Regions from separate parts of the Ovis aries genome. Here region 1 is linked to region 2. The links are chromatin contacts, called in public Hi-C maps. All regions are on one chromosome and are shown on one strand. The core of a region is the stretch at or near the end of the contact, and the rest is flanking DNA. Distances in the headings are between cores, read along the strand shown.

The links. A called contact is a pair of places that touch in the nucleus more often than the background predicts.
Region 1: a Hi-C map of liver shows a contact between it and region 2, with 3 times the contacts expected there. The contact joins the enhancer-like site here to the promoter of LOC114114843 in region 2. A contact is called at or near these places in 15 of 16 Hi-C or Micro-C datasets (blood, hypothalamus, liver and 7 more).

The regions. Positions count from the first base shown.
Region 1 is chr5:18,316,618-18,324,086 of ARS-UI_Ramb_v3.0, forward strand. No RefSeq gene overlaps it. Among named protein-coding and RNA genes, the nearest start is that of NFIC, 14 kb to the left of the region's middle. Within about 2 kb of position 2,449, at least 14 of the 54 cell types and tissues checked have an H3K27ac peak or open chromatin away from gene starts, as enhancers often do. A contact at or near this core is called in hypothalamus, liver and tail adipose tissue, where this site is marked.
Region 2 is chr5:18,226,183-18,233,710 of ARS-UI_Ramb_v3.0, forward strand. It overlaps LOC114114843 (small integral membrane protein 24-like), which reads left to right and starts at 1,311. Exons shown (of 3, transcript XM_027969889.3): 1 at 1,311-2,253; 2 at 2,345-2,456; 3 at 3,327-4,231. The coding sequence starts at 2,175. The coding sequence ends at 3,447. LOC101117756 (small integral membrane protein 24) reads left to right here. Exons shown (of 4, transcript XM_027969888.2): 4 at 231-1,198. The coding sequence ends at 396. NFIC (nuclear factor I C) reads right to left here. Exons shown (of 9, transcript XM_027969896.3): 9 at 6,625-7,528.

The DNA of each region.
Region 1 (7,469 bases), core at 1,199-3,698, 92 kb after region 2:
GCAGCAGGCCCAGGCCTCCACCCTCCCCCAGGCAGTCCTCTGCCAAGCACGACGTGGCCACACCGGGGAGGACCGTATGAAGATGGCACTCTCCCCACCTTGGACGCAGAGGAGCTCCTGACTCTGGTGAGCCCTCTAGGGGCCCACCCTGTCCCCCAGGGCTCAGCCTGGCACTTAGCTCCCTGCCAGGCCAGAGACCATCTGTTCATCATTGAAACCTCAACACTGGGTTTGGTTGGCAGAGATCTCTGGAGCTGCAGGTCAGGGACCCTGGGCCCTGAAGGAGCAGAGGGCTTTCCCAGGTCTTGGCGCCCCCTAAGATGGGCCATATGAGACTTCTGGGCTGGGTGGGGTTTGAGACCCCTCCATACATCTGCACGCACGTGCACATGCACACAGACACACAGACACACACACACACACACGGCTCCATTTCCTCGGTCCCCCCAATCCCGGGAATCGGGCCAGAACTGAGTTCCAGCCAGTCACCTAGCAAGACCTCACCAGGCCGCCAGGCCATGAAGCCTTCCCACAAACACAAATACACCCGCCCTGATTACTCCCCCTCCTCTAATTCAGAAAGCAAATCCCGGTTGACAGCCAAAGTGGCTGACGGCTGCTGGAGGTGGTTGCCCAATTGCCAGAGTATGGGGGGGGCTCTGTCCAGACTCTGGAGCCCTGGGTTCTTCTTACCACACCTGCTTTTCCCTCTCTCAGCCCAGGGAACCCTGGGGGCTCCCCCAGAGCTGGGGGGTGGGGTGGGGCAGGGGTGGGGCAGAGGGGATACTGGAAGGGGGTGGGGGCTGAGCTAGAACATATGCAGAGGGGTTAAAGAGAATTAGTCTTCTTTCATTAATTCATCTAACAACATTGATCCAGCACCTTCTGTTGCCAGGCACTGTTCTGGGCACTGAGGATGCGGTAGGGGACAAAAAAAGCGAAAAATTCTTGCCCTCATGGAGCTCATGGTGCAAAGGGGCAGATAGGTGGGGAGCAAGACATGGAAGGGGAATGTACAGTTGGGTGGTGATGAGTAACTTGGAGAAAAAAAAATGAGAGAGATGGGGATGGGAAGTGGGCGGGTCAGGCTTGGGGGTGCAATTTAATAAGCTAAAGGAGGTGGAGAAGAAGCCATGTGGGTGTCTAGAGGGAGAGTGGTTCAGAAGGCATAGCACCTGCAAAGGCCCTGGGGCAGGTCCACAACTGGTGCATTGGAGGAACAGCAAGGAGGTCCCTGTGGATGGAGCAGAGTGAGCGAGGGAGGAAGGGAGGGCAGGAAGAGGGTGCGGCAGGTCGAGCTGGGCCTCCCAGCCTCAGAAAGGACTTGGACTGTTATCCCAGGGAGATGGGAGCCCTGGAGCGCACCAAGCAGAGGAGGGGGCGGGGCCTGACTCAGGTTCTCTCGGGCGCCCTCTAGCTGCTGCGGGGAGGACAGACTGAGGGAACAGGTGGGAGTCGGGGCCCAGGATGAGCGATGTCCGGGGTCCAGGTGGGTGGTAATGAGGGCTGTGCTAGATCAGGTGAAGATTGTATGCCTACTATGTAAAACGCTATTTGCTGGGATGTTCCTTTGCCTTCACATTAGCTCCACAGGTACGTATTGCGTCTGTGCGTGCTAAGTGGCTTCAGTCATGTCGGACTCCGCGAACCAATGGATAGTAGCTTGCCAGGCTCCTCTGTCCATGAGATTCTCCAGGCAAGAATATTGGGGTGGGTTGCCATTTTCTCCTCCAAGGGATTTTCCCAACTTCGGGATTGAACTCTGAAGTCTCTTACGTCTCCTGCATTGGCAGGCAGGTTCTTTACCACCAGCGCCACTGGGAGGCCCAGAGAAAGGCAGGACTGCACCCCAAATCCCAGTGTTTAGGTGGCACAGCACATCGTATCAGTGTCTAAAGCCCTCCAGGGCTCCCTGTTGCCCTCGGGATGAGTAAGTCTTCCCCGCGGCCCTTGAGGCCCTGCATGACCTGCCCCTTCTCCCTCTCCCCCCTTCACTCACTCTGCTCCAGACACACAGGCCTCCAAGCTATCCCTCTAACACGCCCGGTCAGGCCCTGCCCCCGGGCCTTGCATGTGCCATGCCTGCTGCCCTGACTCCTCTCCTTCCAATGTGGCTTTTCCTCTGCATCTTCACTTCCTTAGTGCCTGGTACATGGCAATTGCTCAACAAGTATTTAGTGAGTGACTTACTGAACGTTTAAGTATAATTCGGGCTTTGTTAAGACGATAACAGGCCAAGAGCTCACATCTGAGCAAAGAGCTCCCTCAGATCAACTCTGAGGCCCACAGATTAGGAAGCACCAGCAGAAGGATGTCTCTAAGGGACCAAGAGGGGTAGATTTGGGGGACTAAAGGGACCCACTCCGAAACCCTTTGCTGGGCCAATGGGCTTCACCTGGAGATGGGGCGTGACTTGTTGGAGCATTGTCATTGGCCAGCATGTACCCAGGCATGTTCTGATAGGCCTCGCGGCCAGGCGCAAGCTGATTGGCTCCTTCTTCTCCACCCCATATCCAGGCCCGGGATTCCACTGTTTGTGCTGGTGCCCAGTTCTGAGTTGCTTTTTCTATCCTGATGGTGCCTGCGGGGCCAAGGCAGTGGCACTGCCCAGGCATGCCACCCTCAGATTTTGCAACTGTGGCATGCCTTGGGCTCCTTCTACCAGTTTCTGGAACCCTGGCATGGCCGATCACATTGACTGCCCACCCCTCCCCAGGTGGGACTAGTGTCCTGAGCAATGGGTTGCCTGGGGAGACTGTAGAGCCTGGTTGCACCCTGATGTGCTGTGCTCTCTCTGAGCCTGAATTCTCTCCTCTGCTAAAGGAGATCTCTGAACGTGAGGGTGCTAAGGAGGCTGTAGAGGTTCTCAGAGGGGCGGTTCTGTCCTCCAGAGGACACTGAGCTGTGTCTGGGGACATCTGCGGTTGTCATGATCGGGGGGGGGGGATGGAAAGGATGCTGCTCCTTATTCACAGTGCCCAGGACAGTCTCACAGAGAATGATCCCCTTCCCCAAATATCCACAGTGTCCACGGGGGAGAAACTGCAAGAGAGGGCTAGGTGTTTTGGAAGTTGGAAACGTTGTGTGCAAGCATATATCCTCCTGCGGCGGGCCAGACCTTTACAGAGCGGGCTTCATTTATCTTCCTGACAGCTAAGGGATGTGAGGACAATGAAAACAGGACAGTTTTGTTGTGCACCTACTGTGTGCCAGGTACCTCCCATGCCTCTTCTACACATGACCATCTCACATTCTACCCCCTGCCACCGAGCTTCCATTCTTCCTTAGCCCATTTCACTGATGCACAAATTAAGGCACCTGCCCACAATCACCACAGGTAGCACCTTTGCCTATGGTGTAGACAGACTCACTCGTATCATAATAAGAACATCAACAGCCGATGGGGCCCTACTTTGTGCTAACTTTTACAGACTCAATGCAGTAATTCTCAAAGCTGCCCTTTCAGGGGTGTAGGACTGTTGCCTCCATTTTATAGATGGGGAAATTGAGGCCCAGAGAGAAGCGGGTCTGTTCCAGGGTTCTGTACAACATACAGCTAGCTTCCCAGGTCATCTTGTACTCATACCCCTGTTTCTGCCAAGGTAGGTCTGCTCCCTGGCCCTTCACCCCAATCCTCCCAGAAGGTGGGAGGTGCTGCTGTTGACCCACTCAGGGTGGAGTTCCTCCAGCCCCCCAGCTTCTCTGGGCTCATCCCTGCAGCCCTCCAAACAGGAGGAAAGGGGAGCAAAGCAGCAAGAGAGACTGGGGTTAGACACCTAGTAGCACTTCCTGGGTTTGGAGACTGGTAGAGCAGGAAATGTACCTGAAATATTCCCTCTACTGGAAACATTTCATATCCTTGGAGAAGAGCAAAGAGCAAGTGAGTGATGACCCTTCTGGACAAGACAGGGAGACTGCAGTTCCAGGAGGCATGACCATTTGCCCATGGGCAGGGGATGCCCAGCAGCTGGGGAAGTGTATCCCTGAGGGCTTTGATACTGTCCAGATCCCTTGGCTCTAGAGTCAGGCTGAACTGGGTTGGAATCCTGGTTTGGTCATTAGTTTGCCTGGTTACTTGGTGGGGGAGCTTGCCATTGCTGGGGATACTGAGAATGCCATGGAGGGTGGTGGCCGGAGTCAAGCCCAGACTTCCACAGAGGCCACTGGGGAAGGCCTCCACCCAGCACCTCTGCCAGAGGGCCTGGCACAGCACCTGGGTGTGGACGTGGGCACCGCCTGGCACTCTGGAGCCTGCCCACACATGCCAACCTGGGCACAGCCTCCAGAGTCCCACTCTTGTGTCTCTGGTATCTCTCCTTCGAATGAAGAAGCTGAGGCTGGGACCTCATGAGGTGGGAGCCACTGAGCAATTCAGGGTGGCCGTGGGGACACAGCCCACCTGGTCCCCGTGACCGCCCAGCTCAGGGCTCCCCAGGCTGCGTGTCTCCTGTTGTCATATGGGAACTCAGACAAGTTGCTTCTGTTTTCTGGTCCTCAGTTTCCCCATTGGTCTGAGAGGAATTCACTGATGTGCCTGGCGGGGCTGCTGCAAGGAACAGATATCATGCACTTCCGTGAAGCAAAGGGGCAGGAGTGACACTGCGATTTCCAGTCCCACAGGGCCCAGGAGGCCTCTTCCCCTGAATCCCACCTGCCAGGCCCCAGCAGTCAGGCCACTGAAGGCTCAGACCCGAGCTCTGCTGCTCACAGATGGTGTGGCCTTGAGCAGGAGGCATCCTTGCCTCAGTTTCCCCATCTGTAAAATGGGCACATCCACATGATGATCACAGTTGCCACTCTTTGCAGGCTGCCTTGCTGGCTGGAGGAGGGGCCCAGAGACAGCCCTCCCACATCCCCTGAGTAGGGCTGGGGTCTCCTCTTCCCACCATGGGGGCTCTCTCCCACCTCCTGCCAGCTGCTCCTAAAAGTCCTGCCAAATGGGAGGTTTCTTTGCCTTCGAAAAGTTAGGGGGCAACTCCTGCTCCTCTAGGTCTTAAAAGGGAGCTCCTTGGCCTTTGCCCTTTGCCCTCTGACCTCCAGCAGCCAGGTAGGGGGAAGCCAACAAGTAGTGAGAGCAAGTCAGGAGGGCGGTAGGAGCCTGGTAATTGGGCCCCAGGTCACACCCAGGTAGATGTGCCACTTAGGGGGGCATTTATTGGGAATGGGAGCCTCAGGTGAGGATTGAAGTCCTAGCACTGCAGCCCAGGCTGGGGGGCGGGGAGCGGGTGGCTGGCACCCAAGGTGGGTCATAACGGCAGGAAGTCGGTTACAGAGGGAGAGAGTCGTTGGCACTGTGATTTCCGGCTGTGCTGCTGGGTTATGTAAAGGGCAGAGCCGCGGGGTGGGGAGGGCGGGCACCTCGACATTGTTGCCCACCTGGCCCAGCTGACAATGGAGGGACAGAGTTTCAGAGCACAGGTTGGCATTAATTTGAATCGGACCATGGGGACTGATGCCCTCAGCTCATTTCTCCACCTCCTCAGCCTCCCATCCACTGGGCACCATCAGGTGGAGGGGTGGGAGGCAGCCCTCTGGGTTTCTCAACTCTCCCCGCCCTGCCCCAGAGGCAGAGGACCCCAGTCTTGGTTTGCTGGTCTGTGCAATAGGCCTGGCTTGCATATTTATTTACTTTTGTTGTTGTTGTTGTTCTTTCTTTTTTTTTCCTCAAGGATAAGAGACTTTTTAATTTATTTTAATTTTTTTTTTTGATGATAACTATATGTTTGGGCTTCCCAGGTGGCTCAGTTGTAAAGAATCCTCCTTCAATGCAGGAGATGTGGGTTCAATCCCTCGGTTAGGAAGATCCCCTGGAGAAAGAAATGGCAACCCACTCCGGTATTCTTGCCTGGAGAATCCCATGGACAGAGGAGCCTGGCGAGCTACAGTCCATGGGGTGGCAAAGAGTCAGACATGACTTAGTGACTAAACCACCACCACCATAACCACCATCACCATCACCATACATTTATCCATCATATCATGTAGATACAAAATTAAAGAAATAGAAAAAAATTTTTTTTCCTTGTGTTGAGGACTCTCTGAACAGGCTTGGCTGAGGGGAGGTGGCCTCTCCACTTCACAAAGGAACACACTGAGTCTTGGTGAGGACCACCACGGCCATGAGGTCTTCCGTCCAGTCCCAAGCTGCCCTGTCCCCGGCGTGCATCCCACGTTTTGGTTCATCAGCCCGCGTTAATTGAGCACCTGCTATACGCTCACTCCCTCCGGGGCTTTCTCCACAACCTGCAGGGCGGGACCCCCACTTTCTGGAAGAGGAAACTGAGGGGACAAATCTGGGGTCAGAGAGGGGCCGGAGCCTGACTTGGGTGTCCTCACTTTCGGCCCTATGCTTCCATCCTCGGTAGCTCAGTCGGTAAAGAATCTGTCTGTAGTGCAGGAGACCCGGGTTCCATCCCTGGGTTGGGAAGATCCCCAGGAGGAGGAAATGGCAACCCACTCCAATATGCTTGCCAGGAAAATCCCATGGACAGAGGAGCCTGGCGGGCTTTACCGTCCATGGGATCACAAAGAGTCGGACACGACTTAGCAACCACCATCACCACTACCATCCCTCAGACACGCGCTGCACCCACCACGCCCAGCCCCCCACCCCTGAGCCCCTTCCACCACCTAGGCCTGGACTTGGGGGTGGGCAGAGGCCACTGTATCTTCACGGATTGGGGGTGGGGCGGTGGCTAAGGTCAGACTGCAGACCCCGCCCCCTTCTGGGAGGGGCCTGGCCAAGAGCTCCGTTAACAAGGCGGTTAAAGAATGACAGATGCGGGGCGGGCGGGGGAAAGCCTGAAAGAATAAAGCCAGCGCTTGGAGAGGTTGGTTTATATAATCTCCGGTATGGGTACGATGTGTCCTCTGGAGCCAGGATTAGGTCCTGCCGTTTCCCAGGCAGCATTGGGGGAGGTGGCATTCCGCTCCTGCTCTGCCCTGCTCCACTGGAGCTACCCCCTCCCCAACCCAGCCCTCTTGGACACCTGCTGGGGGAAGCTTGGGGGCTGCAGGGGCCGGTGCCTCTGGGAGGGCGCCAGCTCTGCCCAAGGAGGGGGAGACGGGTCTAGGAAGTGTGCCACCTGGCAGATCCACTCCCAGATTCTGCCTTGCACAACCGGCTCCTGACCCTGGACAAACCCGAGGCCTCAAGTTCTCTTCTGGAGAATGGGTTTTGCAGGTTTAAGCATTTGGAGCATAGTACACGGTTGGTGCTGAATAATCCTAGACCTTGGGAGGGCTTGGAAGCTGAAATGTGGGCTAGCCACACCATCCATTGGCTATCAACATTGCTGATGGACTTCCCTGGTGGCCCAGTGGTTAAGAATTCACCTGCCAATGCAGGGGACACGGGCTTGATCCCTGGTCTAGGAAGATTACACATGCTGCTTGGTAACTAAGCCTGAGGGCCACAACTACTGGGCCTGCGCTCTAGAGCCTGCCAGCCACAGCAATGAGAAGCCCAC
Region 2 (7,528 bases), core at 61-2,560:
TCCATCCATTCTCCTATCCATCCATCCATTCTTCCAATGAACAACTGAACCTTAGTTCTGCCTTTGTGAAATGGAAATCACAAGGCTGCCTTGTAGGGGCTGTTTTGAAGATGCAGCAAAGACTTTTTGTAAAGCATTGGGACAGGTAAAGGCCTGGCACAGGTGAGGGTCTGTTAAGTGGGAATGACTCTGGTTTGTTACCAAGGTTTGGGGTCTTTGTGTCCTTACAGAAAAGAAGACAAGAAGGGGAAGGCAGAGAAGGAGGAAAAGGCTGAGGAGAAAAAAGCTGGGAAGGGGGAAAAGGCCAAGAAGAAAGGAAAGAGAAACTTCGGGCTGGAGCTAGAGGAAAATGAGGAGCGCAGGGACTACGAGAAAGTCAAGAACACGGCCATGTGAAGATTCAGTCACCTCCTCCAAGCAGCCCGCCAGAGATGCCCCTTCCACACCCTAGAAGCAATGAACTGAACCTGAAGCCACTGTGGTGACTCCATCTAAGGTTGAGAGTACAGCGCCCTGAATGAAGAGGCTTGGAACCCTGCCCACTCCCCACCAAGGAGGGCTCTTCATGTGTTATGCAGTCTGTATTGTTAGGATTTGTTCTGTCTGGTGATTCTTCTTCCACTCAGAGACCATCCCTGGTTCCCGAGAAGCCCCCAACCCCCACAATCTCACCACTCCACCTGCTTCTCCCCACTGCCTGAGACATCTATTGGCCAAAACCTCCTCCCTCCTGTTCAGCTTCAGGACGGACCAGTATAGGCCAGGGACTGCCTCTTGGGGGAGAGCCTTTCAGAAGGGCTTCCGTTATCCCCGGGGACTCAGTTTCCCCAGGAGGAGACAGTTTTGGGGGCTGGGAGCAATGCCCGGGCAGCTGTGGGAGACCAAACTCCACCGTGCCCAGGTGCTGGGCAGATCATATGCTCCCCTTGCAATCTTGATCCTGCTGTCCTGAACCCTGAACTTTGAGCCCGAGGGCTGTCTCCTGGGAAAGCCTTGCTCCCCCCACCCCCGGCTTTTTGGCTCATGTGATTCCATTTCCAGAAACTGAGTCTTGACGGGTGGGGTGCCTCTGGGTGCACCATCTTGGGAGGGGACAAGCCTCCTCTGCTCTCCTCACTTTCTTCAGGCCCTGGACCTTGCCCTGGATGTTAACCATTTCCTAATGAGAACTTTGATAAAGGTGGTGTTTATCATTTTATTTATGGATTGGCTGTGCTGGGTCTCCGTTGCTGCGCAGGTTTTTCTCTAGCTGTGGCCAGCGGGGGCTCCTCTCTTGTTCTGCAGGCTTCTCGTTGCATTGGCTTCTCTGGTTGCCGAGCAGGCTTCAGTAGTTGCATTAGGGCTCCCTTGTGGAGCCAGTAGCTGGGGCGGTAGCCCAAAAGGTGGGGAGCTTCTGAGACTATCCCAGGATCGGCCACCAGGGGGCAGAAAAGTCGTGAATAAAAATATATAATAATCTCCCTAAAAGATGCTTCCGCTGAATGCCTAGCATCCTTATGGTCTCAGTCTCTGTCGGTTTGCAGTTCGTCCCATTTTCCAGCTGAAAATACTGAGACTTAGAAAGAAGGACGCCACCAGCCCAGGTCTCCCTGGCCGTTGTTGGCAGCACTGGGATGGAAGCCTAGGCTGCCCAGGGGACGGGCACATGCAGGGGCTGGCTAAGGTCAGATTTGGAGGTTCATGTCCTAGGACGGGAGAGGGTTAGGGTAGAGGGTGTTCCTAGCTGGGAGAACTGTGTTCCTCTGGGATGCTGTGTGGCCCCAGGGAAGTGGCCTAACTTCTCTGAGTCTCGAGTTGGCTCCACTTTTGCAATGTGAGGACAAGAGTTCTGACCACCAGAGTGTGAGACTTGATGGAGGTGCTGGGACTTCAGAGCCAGTGCAATGCCTAGTGGTCAGGAAATGAGTTTCCCACCCTTCTCGAGCCGCCCCTACTGTGGCTCTTACCGTGGAGAGTGAGGGTCAGGATGGGCCTCAGGGAGACAGGAACAAGGAAGCTCAGGACCCTGAGCCCCTCCCCATGGTGCCCGGAATTCAGGGAGGGGACCCCACCTCCTACTTCCTGGGGCCCCGGCCACACCCTGCCCTGGGGTGCACTGAGCAGGCCACTTCCTTCTCCCTCCGGGGCTGCAACCCCAGAATCTGCTGGATAGGGGCGAGGACAGAGGGCACAGGATGGGTAGATTCTGGAAGACCCCCGGTCAACTCTCTCTTCTCGCAGCTCTGATCCCAAGGCTGGTGGAGGCCCAACCCCGTAAGGCCTTGGGAAGGAGTAGGGGTAGGGTAGGGAAGAGAGTCCCAACCTGGAGGCCCCGACGCTGACCCAGCCCTGCTCCCGCCCGCAGTGGCCCAGCGGAATTCGTGGCTGGTGGGGCTGGGGGCTGCGCTGGCCTTCCTCTTCCTCATCTTTGTCCTCACCTTGGTCTACGCCGTCTGGTGCCGGGAGTCCCAGGACAGGTGGGTTCTCACCCTTTGAGCCCCTCCCCATCATTTACTCTTTAACATCTCAGCCCCGCCCCTCTCTGAGTCCCACCCCTCTAAGCTCCTCCCCTACCGACCCCCTCCCCTCTCTGAGTCCTGCCCCTCTAAGACCCTCCTCGCGCCAAGCCTCTCCCCTCCAAGCTCTAGGAGCCCCTTCCCTCTCGAGCATCCTCCAAGACTGGGCAGGACCAGCGGGGTAATTCTCTGATTCTGAGAGGCCCCCAGGGGGACCTCACAGACTTCGCTCCTGACTACCCACCTGCAAAACGAGGGTGGCTTCCTCACAGAGATACCCCATCCCTAGGATGTGTTTCAATAGGGGGGTCTATAAAGTATCACCCCCATGCCAACACCACCCATTTATCCATCCACCTGCCCATTATCCATCCATCATCCCCCCTGACCTGTCTCCCACCTTTTCTCTCTCCTTCCCTCCCTCCATCATCCATCTCTCTTATCTGTCCATCCATCCATCCACTCACCTGCCCACCCCCCATCCATGCGTCCATTCGTTCATCTATCCACACACTCATTAATCCATCCACCCATCTGTCGCTCAAGCCCTTCATCTCTGTGCCGGTCCACTCACCCACAATTCTGAAACCCAGGAAGCCGAAGAGGCCAGAAATTAAGAGCTCAGTTTTGGTTCATACAGTTCGCGATCCTGAACTCCTTCATGTTCTAAGGGGGCCAGTGTCCTAAGCTGCCTGAGTCTCGTCCGCTTCTGTGTCATGGGAACAGTAAGGGTGCCTGTAGGACTCAGAGCTTCTGGGAGAATTGTCAGAGGCCTGGAGCACTGTCTGTCCTTATTAACTCGGATTATCGGGGCTCTTCTGGTCTCCACAGCAATGAAGAGAAGGAAGAGGAGACTGTGAGAAAGGAGAAGGGAGAGGACGACTGGGGACTGGAACTGGAGGAGGCAGAGGGGCCTCCGAACCATGAAGCAATGGCAAGTTCCTCCTCATGAAGTCTTCCCACACATCTCCTCCAGGCAGTCCTCCAGGGATGCCCCAATGCCTTCTCCACACCCTGTCAGCAAAGGACCTGGTCCTGGGGCCAATAAGATGACTCTCTGGGATTCAGAGTTCTCAGAACCCGCTCCAAATCCCTCTCAGAGGGCTCTCTGTGTGTTACCTGGTGGTCCTGTACCCCTTCCCAAGCTTGGTCTCCACCTGATGATCCTTCTTGAGCTTGGAGGGTGCCCCTGGAGGAGTCGCCCACATCCCCCCAAGAACCTCCCCCCACCACGGTCTCATGTCTCTTTACTCAGTCCATCGCAAGCATCTTTTTACCCAGCACCTGATTTCTTTTCCCACCTCCAATTTCTGTCAGGTTTTGATTTCATCAGAGAAGGCAGGTCCTCCTGTTGCCCAGGTGTAAGCTCTTTCAAGCGCTTTCTTGGAGTCCCAGTCCCTCTCCTGGCGCTGTTCGCTGTCCCTGGCTCAGCGCGCAGGGCCGTTTCGGGGGAGATGAAGGCTTCTCCTACCCCGTGCGGAGTTTCAGCACTCTGTCCTGCACGCTAGCACTCCCAGGGGGTGGGGTGAGGGTGCAGGGCTGGGAGTAGGGGGCGACACAGAATCATTACCCCCTCTTCCTGTCCTGCACTCCTGGTGGGGAGGCTCCATAGAGGAGAAGGAGCTGGAGTCCTCACTTCTTTGCTGTGTATCCCGGAGCAAGTAACTTAACCTCTCTGTGCCCAAGAGTCTAGTTCTGTAAAAGGAAAGAATAAATCCTTAAGTTGTCATGAGGAACTGAATGAAATACTGTCTACAAAACTCCGGAGGGCAGGACCCAGCACCCTAAAGGCATCTAGCAAGTATCAGCTTTCTGTATGCTGAAATGGTGAGGATCGGGGTGGGGGCAAATGAGCCTGCCGCCTCAGACTTGGGGGATCCTGAAGGTCAGAGGGTGTGTTTTCAGACAGTTCTGGGAGCGTAGTTTTCAGTCCTCCAGTTTCCTCCAGGCGAGGCCCGGCGCTTCCGCGTGGGTGGCCGTGCGGAGGGTGGGGCGGGAAGGGAGAAGGGAGGTGCTCTCTGGGCTCCTCCCTTTCCGCAGGGGCGGGACTTCCCTACTAGGAGGTGTCTGGGGGCATTTCGGGGGAGTTTTTTGGTTGTCGCAAGCCTTCCCCTTTTATGGCATTTAGTGGGGAGTCAGTGCTGGGACAGCCCTTTCAAAGCCCCCAAATTGTTTTACCCCAGGGGCCAATGGATGAAGAAGACTCGGCTTTCCTTGAGATTAAAGGCCAGATTGAGTCCCCCCACCCCGGCTGAGCCTCGACCCTGGGATGAACCTCCAGCCTCCGGCTGAACCCTCCATCCCAGCTGAACCCCCACCAAGTTGAGCCTCACCCGAGATGAGAGCCCCATCCCGCAAAAGAAGCTCCTTCTAGATCCCCTCTTCCCTTCTTGCCGCCCCCCACCCTTCCTCCCAAGCGGGACTGTGGGGTTGGGGGTTAGCTGACTCCTCCACCCGGGACCTGGTTCCTGGATCCAGGTCCTAGGTCTGACCACAAGGGGGCGCCAGAACCTCTTCGCTGAGCGCAGAAGCGACCATCCCTTCTGGAATGCAGCAGGGGCAAGGGAAGGGTGCGCGTCCACCCGGGGGTCCTGGGATCCCTCATCCCTGCCTCACGAGTGTTCTGCGCCTGTTACCGGGTGGCGAGGTGGGCTGCGTCCCTGGGTGTCCGCGTCGGCGCATCCTACCTGAGTCCCTCTCCGCTCATCTTGCCGTCTTTCTGTGCCTCAGTTTCCCCATCAGTGAAAAGAGATAGAAACGTCCCTCCCCGGAGTGCGGGGTGGCGTGTGGGTAAGATGGAAGGAGCCTGGGCAGCCTGGGAGCTTTGACTGCATGTCTTGGGGTCTCTGGGGGACTGCTAGGGGGTAGGATGAAGGACACCCCCCCCCCCAAGAAGGGGGAGTGGCTGCCCCTCACAGGCATGACAAGCTTCTCTGATGGCTCAGATGGTAAAGAATCCACCCGCAATGCAGGAGGCCAGGTTCAATCCCTGGGTCAGGAAGATCCCCTGGAGAAGGGAATGGCTTACCCATTCCATTATTCTTGCCTGGAGAATCCCATGGACAGAGGAGCCTGGTGGGCTACAGTCCTTGGGGTTGCAGAGTCGGACACAACTGAGCGACTTTGATAGGCATGATACTTCCCTACCGCCACCCTCTGCGGCTTTGGGGAGAGCTGGACATGAATGGTTCTGAGTGGTCAGGGGTGGGGTTGGATAGACAGAGATGCTGGGGTGCTGAGAGGGCAAGCATGGGCTCCACCTAGGCAGGTGGGCAGGGCCTCCTGGAGGTGAGGGTAGAGGAACCAAGCCAAGCTCCGTCCCCTTCTCTGCCCACAGCCCTCCAGGGCTCCTGCCTCCCTGGGGTTAAAGTCCCAAGTCCTTCTGTGACCCACAAACCCCTAAACAACCTGCTTTGTCTCCTCCCTGCCTTCCCCTCCTCCCTCTCTCCCCCTCCCTCACTCCACTCAAGCCACACAGGCCTCCCCACTGTTCCTCCAGCACACCAGGCACAGTCCTGCCCCAGGGCCTTTGCACGGTGTGTGCCCTCTGCCTGGAACACTCTTCTGTCAGATTTTCAGGAGGCTGTTTCTTCTCTCCATTCAAACTTCTGTTGAAAGGTTACTTCCTCACGTGAGGCCAACTCTCCTATCCCGTACTCTGCTCTATTCGTCTCCCTGGCATTTATCTCCTCTGGCATACATTTATTTTTATGTTTATTTTCTGTTTTCCCAACTTTGAACTGTGCCACAAAGGCAGATATTTAGGGCACTTTGTTCTCCACTGTGTCCCAAGGGCTGGGTACCCAGAAGATACTCAGGGAATCTTTGGTGAATGAATGGGGTTTTGCTAGGTGGGGGAAAAACAAGGAAGGAAGGCACTCTGTACATTTATGGAACACTGGCTGTGTGCCAGGCTTTGTCCCTGGAGCCAGGCAGGAGGTGGAATTACCTGAGCTGGCACAGAGCAGGTGCTCCATAGATGCCCATGGAACTTGTTGATCAAAGGCGCTGAGGAATTCCAAGACTGGTTTTCTGAGGCTACCTCCCCCTCCAGCCTCTTCCCTGCACTTTGACAAGAACCTGGAACAGCCTGAACGCAACACAGAAAGGAGGACCCAAGACAGCTAGAAAGAGTCGAAGCATAGCTTGTTTAATTTTTATACATTTTTTCTTTTTTCTTTTTTTTTTGCCTTTTATTGAATCTTTTATGGAACCCCCCTTTTCATTTTTTTCTTTTTTTCTTTTTTTTGCATAGGGAAACAAACAAACAAAATAATAACAGCCAGAGTCACTTTCTGTAAATGGTACTTAGGTAGGCGCGTCCGCGGAAACTGAAACGACTGCGTAATATACAAGGTTATGAACGGAGTATGATGCGGGGGCACGGGGCAGGGGAGCAGGCAAGAAGGCTGGGTCTGGGTCTGCCCGGATGTCCGGCTCCTTGTCCCCCATCCCTGCCTTGGGGAGGAGAAGAGGGGGGAGGAGATGGGCAGTGGGCTGGCCTGGCACCAACCTTCTCCTGACATAGGTTCATGAGCATGGTGTGTGTGTGTGTATGTGTGTGTGTGTGTGTGTGTGTGTGTGTGTGTGTGTGAGTGAGAGAGAGAGAGAGATCCAGTATGTGTGGCAAGCAGAAAGCGAGAGACAAGAGTAAACTATCCTGGTAATATTGGTAAAATACAAAATGGGGGAAAAAAACTCAAAAAATATCTCCGAGGCGACAGGAAATGAAACAGCAACACCACCAAAAAATGAGAGAAAAAAAGAGAGAAAGAAAGAAAATTCAGAGAGAAAACGAGTTTCCCTCCTTTCTCCCTGTTGCCCCCCACTGACAACACGTGTTCTGTCCCTCAGACACCCTGCTGTCTCGCCCTCCCACCCCCCATGTGTGGCCCTGGCAAGGGGGAGAGGGTGAGAAGTTGGGGGTAGGGGCCAGGACCCCTGGACTGGAAGGGGCTTTGGTTTTAGGGGGCCTGGCTGGGGTCCAAGATGGGAGGCTGGGGTGCTGATGCACTTAGGGAGTGAGCTTTGGG